Linked DNA regions of Mus musculus: region 2 is linked to region 1. Evidence: chromatin contacts called from public Micro-C data. All regions are on one chromosome and are shown on one strand. Each heading gives the region's core, a stretch centred on a gene start, on an enhancer-like site or on the middle of the called end of the contact. The rest is flanking DNA. Distances are from core to core; before and after follow the strand shown. Region 1 holds the start of Hand1 (heart and neural crest derivatives expressed 1). Region 2 holds the start of Irgm2 (immunity-related GTPase family M member 2).

The links. Hi-C and Micro-C count contacts between places; a contact is called where the count stands out from the background.
Region 2: a contact with region 1 is called in a Micro-C map of embryonic stem cells, with 1.4 times the contacts expected there. The contact joins the promoter of Irgm2 here to the promoter of Hand1 in region 1. A contact is called at or near these places in 1 of 39 promoter capture datasets (pre-B cells) and 1 of 484 Hi-C or Micro-C datasets (embryonic stem cells).

Annotation. Positions count from the first base shown.
Region 1 is chr11:57,830,634-57,833,630 of GRCm38.p6, reverse strand. Hand1 (heart and neural crest derivatives expressed 1) reads left to right here and starts at 1,484. Exons shown (of 2, transcript NM_008213.2): 1 at 1,484-2,387. The coding sequence starts at 1,845. Gm32915 (a long non-coding RNA gene) reads right to left here and starts at 1,523. Exons shown (of 3, transcript XR_003949681.1): 1 at 130-1,523.
Region 2 is chr11:58,213,514-58,216,603 of GRCm38.p6, reverse strand. It overlaps Irgm2 (immunity-related GTPase family M member 2), which reads right to left and starts at 1,627. Exons shown (of 2, transcript NM_019440.3): 1 at 1,434-1,627.

The DNA.
Region 1 (2,997 bases), core at 235-2,734:
CCACGCCTCAAAGCGAGATTACTCTCACAGACACGCAGAAATCACAATTCGCACACATTCCTAGGATTTCACACACAGGGACTGTCATCTGTTGAGCCCACGACCTACTCCACATTCGTTTTCACTTACCCACTTGCTACTGGGCCTCACATCCCGTCTGCGCACGGTGGCCTCTCTCCCACTGTCCCTGCCTGGTAATTGTCTTACACAAGCTGGGCCTCAGCGAGCAACTTTCGAGTGGCTGGATCAGAAGCGAATTAAAAAGAATTTGACATCATCTCATTTCCCCCCTTAACTGACATTTGATAGGCACAAGCCCACCTAGGGAAGGAGCGAGACCAGAAATGTTGGTGAGGATGGAGGGGGTCCTAGGGACAGGGACCTTAATGAAAAGATGAAGAAGACCCAGAGTTTCAAGCTTAAAAGCCTGGTCTCCCACGTTCTTATCAACTCTTGGAAAGCCATCTCTTTGTGGAATCCCACCTTGGAGAATCTAGGCTGATGGGGAGCAACACAAGGTTGCACAGATATTCCCTGCCTCAGCAGAGTGAGTGTGAAGCGCCTAGGCTGTTTCTCCGTGGATATCAGGGGTGGGGGTGGGCTGGTTTCTTCCAGTGTGAGCCTCAGTGGAAGTATCTTTATAGGATCAAAGATTTTCATGCAGGTGGCGAGCCAGATGGAGTGAGCAGCCCAGCAGTCGCCGGCTCCTTAGCCCTACGTGCGAATCTTCCGAAGACACCGGGGAGTCCTGCCACAGAGATGCCTTGGGGCCAAGGCGCCGCCAGGCTGCCTCGCCACCAGCTCAGCCTGCCGGCGTTTACACCGAACCAGGCGCCTGAGAGGCTAGAGGAGCAGAGATCAGCCACCGTCTCCACCCCCAACCCCCAAGCCCGGAACAAACTGGTCAGTGCCCAAGAGCTGGAAGCCCCGCTCCCTTTCCCTCCCACTTCCACCTCGGCCTCTGAAGGCTCTTCTGGAAGTCCGCAGCTGGGCGAGAACTGGATCTCAGGAGACCACCTTGTTGGGCAGCAGCTCCAGGTCCTGCCTGAAGCAGGGGACCTAAAGGTGGGGCTATAGGTGTTAGGGCCTAGCCTACTTCCCTGCTGGGCCCAATGGCCTTCAGGCTCCCACGATGAGCAGTTCGGGTTCAGGAATGCTGCATATCCTATTCTGAATTTCAGGCCTAAAAACAACAATTTGTTCTGGTCCTCAGTTTCCCTATCTGTGAAATCAAGTGTGTGTGTGTGTGTGTGTGTGTGTGTGTGTGTGTGTGTGTGTGTGTGTGTGTGTGTTGATGAGGCTCTGTCTGTTTTCAAGGGATAATTCTAGAATCCTTTCCTTGGATCCATGAAGAAAGGGTGGTAGGTTCAGTACAGGGAGTGAGCAGGCCTGGCCTCAAGTTCGTAGCCCCCGCCCTTCCAGGAGGGGAACTGGGAGAGGGGAGGGACATAGGCGGGGCGGGTTTTCAGTCCCTGTGGTCAGCTTAGAATTGTGTGGCGCTTGCTGAGCATAAAACTTGGGACCGCCACCCCCTTCCCTCCTCCTGCCATTGGCTCCGGCTAGAGGTTGACATCAAAGCCGAGGCCTTATATAAGCAGGATCCTGGTGGCAAGTCCGCAGAAGGGTTAAACCCGGTCTTTGGACGTCTGAACCCTTCTCCCTCGTTGCCTACAGAAACCTTCAAGAGGTCGGCAGGTCCTTCGTGTCATCTCCAGCCTTGCTCGCTCAGGACTCTCCAAACCCCAGCCAGTTCGCTGCCTCTGGAGCCCACGGTGACCCCCTTCTGTGGGGCGCATGGGGCGGTGCTAATTGGGCTGACAGCACAGGCCAGGAGCCTCTCCAACATGAACCTCGTGGGCAGCTACGCACATCATCACCATCATCACCACTCACACCCGCCGCACCCCATGCTCCACGAACCCTTCCTGTTTGGCCCGGCCTCGCGTTGCCACCAGGAGCGGCCTTACTTCCAGAGCTGGCTGCTGAGCCCGGCTGATGCTGCCCCAGATTTCCCTGCCGGCGGGCCACCACCTACCACCGCAGTAGCAGCGGCTGCCTATGGTCCCGATGCCAGGCCGAGTCAGAGCCCAGGTCGGCTGGAGGCTCTTGGAAGCCGCCTGCCCAAACGAAAAGGCTCAGGACCCAAGAAGGAGAGGAGACGCACAGAGAGCATTAACAGCGCGTTCGCGGAGCTGCGTGAGTGCATCCCCAATGTGCCCGCCGACACCAAGCTCTCCAAGATCAAGACTCTGCGCCTGGCTACCAGTTACATCGCCTACTTGATGGACGTGCTGGCCAAGGATGCACAAGCAGGTGACCCCGAGGCCTTCAAGGCTGAACTCAAAAAGACGGATGGTGGTCGCGAAAGCAAGCGGAAAAGGGAGTTGGTGAGTCCCGGGGCTTATAAGTTCCAGCTAAGGGTGCGGGCTGGGGTAAGTAAGAACAGGCCTGCAAACACTGAGCTGTGTTCTGGGTGGGACTCTGAAAGACTAGGGAGAGTTCTGAGGTCGACACAGTCTGCCATTGTGTGCACAGTCATTGCTGAGTGAACATAGAATTTTGCTTTTTAAAAGTGATCGTAGGGCCTTACAAGATGAATTGAAAACCTTGGGCTTCCAAGAAGGGGCTATATTCTATATTATAGTTTGTTTTAAATCTGAAGGTGTTTTGAGTCTTCCCTGGGCCCTTCTGGAAGCCAGGTTGAGAATGAAAGTAGGAAATGACTTAAATACTGCACTGACGTGTGATGTTCTCCCAAAACAGTTTTTAAAGCAACAAAACAAAACAAAAAACCCAAACACAAAAACCCAATACAAGTCGAGGCTTCATTCTTTCATTTGCTTAATTATGAATATCTGAATTACTCGATTCCCATGGGTTTATTGGAAAGGATTATTTACCTCAATTAATGTACTAATTGGAGAAACAGTAGACCACTGGAGGGAAAAGTGGGGTGGAAAGGCAGCTCAAGGCTGGGTCTAGTCTGCTCCTAGTCTG
Region 2 (3,090 bases), core at 378-2,877, 380 kb before region 1:
GGTGTTGGTTCTCTCCATCGACCACATGGGTCCTTGGGGTCAAACTTGGGTTTTCAGGCATGGCAGCAATCACTTTTACCCACTAAGCCAGCTCACTGGCCCACGACCTATTCTTTTATGCTATTATTATAGACTAATAAATCACATGCATTTTAAAATGTAAATCGGAGTCTAATATGTGAGTAAAATTAGCCCATGCTAGTCTAAGACTCGCCATGGAAACTTAAACTGAATCTTCTGCCCCCAATTCCTACGTCCAATGCTTTACAAGTGTGAGCCACCTCACCGAGCTCAACTATGCAAACATTGAAAACTCACACTTAGGAAGAGATTGCCTATCAAGTACTCCACACAGTTCTTCCCTCATCCAGCAACTCTGAGGCTCCATGAGAGGGGCTTCCAGAGATGTGGGGAACAGCCTAAACTAGCTGTGGATCTGAGCTGTCAAAAACTTTTGTGAACACAGACCCTATTGGACCCTCAATCCTACCTTGTTCTTTATCACTTCACCATTGTGGGGACACAGGGAATTTCCGGGTGCTACTGATTCCAGGAAAGGGTGGTGATCCACCCCATGGTCAGTGGGAACAGCCTTGGACCCAGCATGCTTTTGGTAGGTGGTGTTTAAAGCGTCCCCCCGCCCCCACCGTAATTATCTATGAAGGACTGAGCTGGGTGGGTGCCTGTGGTGTGCCAGATTTTCTAAAGCGGATGAAATATTTGAACTGGTTTTGTCTTGGTTTTAATTTTTTAAATTTAATTTTATTTTAATTTCTTTATTTTTTGGTGTTTTTGGTTTTTAGATTTTGGTTTTGGTTGGTTGGTTGGTTGGTTGGTTGGTTTGGTTTGTTTGTTTTAAAAGGGCCCGTGAGACGGCTTACCAAGTAAACACACTTGCCACCAAACCTGATGATGTGAGTTCGATTGTGGAAGGAGAGAATCAGGTCTGCAAGTTGTCCTCTGATTGCCACAGACACACAGACACACACACTAAATAAATATCTTTTAAAATAATTGAGCTGAGAACTATACAAAAAGTTTCCTTAGAAACTCCATCTTTCAAGTTCCAGTCTCTATCTGCTCCGAATAAAGAGCACTGTGTTTACATAGTCCCGGGACATCCAGATACCCGGGAGAGGTTCTGATCCTGGACTCTGGCCAATAACTGAGAGACTGAGTAAAATCCCACCTGTTTTCTCTTAACTAGGCCCCCTCAGAAGACCCACAAACCCAGGGATACCCAGGTAAAAAAAGAAGCACACTGCTTCTCTCTGGTGAATTGGAAGGACTTGATTCAGCCAGACACCAGGCACTCCGATCCTGAAGACAGTGCAGGAGGGTGCCTCCTGCACAGGGTGCCCCAGAGGAACACCTGACCCCAGACTCCCCTGCCCTGAGCAGGTTTATAGGCCAAGCAGGAGCCCCTCACCTACCTGCTCAGAAGCCTTACAAAACTGCAATCCAGGCTCAGGACGGTCAGGAGAGAGAGAAGTGTGGTGGGGCAGGGTCCTGTGGGGAAGAGCGATTAGAAGAGGCAGGAGCAGCTGAAGGGCAGCCTGAGCTCCTAGGTTTCCTCTCAGACCCTGCTCTATCTATGTTGGCCCAGATGTAAGTCCCCAACTTCTAGGCGTGAGCCCTGCCTGCCTCCTCCCCAAGGGGCGGGGCCTGGTGCCCGAACAGCTTTCAGTTTCAGTTCCTGGAAATGGCTAGTTTTCGGGAGTTAGCACTCAGAGGCCAAGTTCTTCTTCAGAGGGGGGAGGAACTCTGTCGGCCGCTGGCCAGTTGGGGAGGTCAGAAGTCTGCCCGTGAAGCCTGCCATTCAGACTTCGGTCAGAGCTGCCTGGACTGACCCTGCTACCTCCCTTCCCGGAGCCCCTAGTGCTCAGATGATAGCACCTAACCCTGGGAGACGCTCATCTTCAGATCCAGTGCGTTCCAGAACTATGGGAGTGATAGGGTTTGAGGATCGCCGAAGGAAGACCCCCGACTCAAATAGTATATAAAAGAAAAGTCAGTGTATTCTGCAGAAATTACCAGCATTCTGAGGTCAACCATTCATCAAAATGGCGGCAGCCTGAGGGGCTTTAACGCAGGGGAAATTTTCAGAAGCGTTAGGTAACCTCTACTATGATCAGTAAGGGGCAAAGCAGTGACATTAGTACAATTTTTATTGGTTACTAGGTTAGTTTCATTATATTTGGTGAGACCTTGAAGAAGTTCAGACAGGAGCTCAGCTCTGGTCTTGGTATCTTCTCCAGCCATGTGTCCCAAGATCTAACTCAGCTCCAGACTGAGTCAGGGTCGGCACTGATCTAGGCTTATTGTCAGTGGCTTCCTCTGAGGATCCCAGTGTGCTTCCCCGGGGAACTGAAATGTTTCTTTCCCAGGGTTCTTAGTGGACCTCTCAAGAGCAGCAGACCCTTCACAAGGCTGCTCCTTGTAGCTGCTCCCCTTGTTCACTAGTTCTCTCGATCCCTCCTACCAGGGAGCCCTTCTAATCTACCCTGTCATCTTACCCTATCTCCAGTGTGGTCTCTTCTCACTCGTGATTCCTCAGAGTTCAGGAGACACAGTACCTGGCTTGCCCTGTGTTATTGATGACCTTGGGAGTAGAGGCCTGTAACTATTAAGCTGGTGTCCGTATTTCACACCACAGTCAGAACAGGTCTGGGGGTTTCAGGGCAAGGCTCATTAAAGAACCCATCAATGTCAGATCCCGAGGATATCCTGTGGACCATGTGTGGCAAGCCTACCTTCTATCGGTCCCTGACTTCCTCTTCCCTCACTCTTCAGTGTCTGGGCTGCTCTGAGCTCCTCCAAACTCCTGCCTTGATGTTCCAACAGGTGGAGAAGTGCTTCCCAGGGCCACACAACATCCTCCTCCCCTCCAGTCCTCAGCCTGGGTTGGTCTCTACAAGACAGCTGCACTGTCCCAAGGTGCTGTTACCTGCTTGATGCCTGCTGTTTTTTTTAGTCAGGGTTTCTATTCCTGCACAGACATCATGACCAAGAAGCAAGTTGGGGAGGAAAGGGTTTTTTTAGCTTACACTTCCACATTGCTGTTCATCACCAAAGGATGTCAGGACTGGA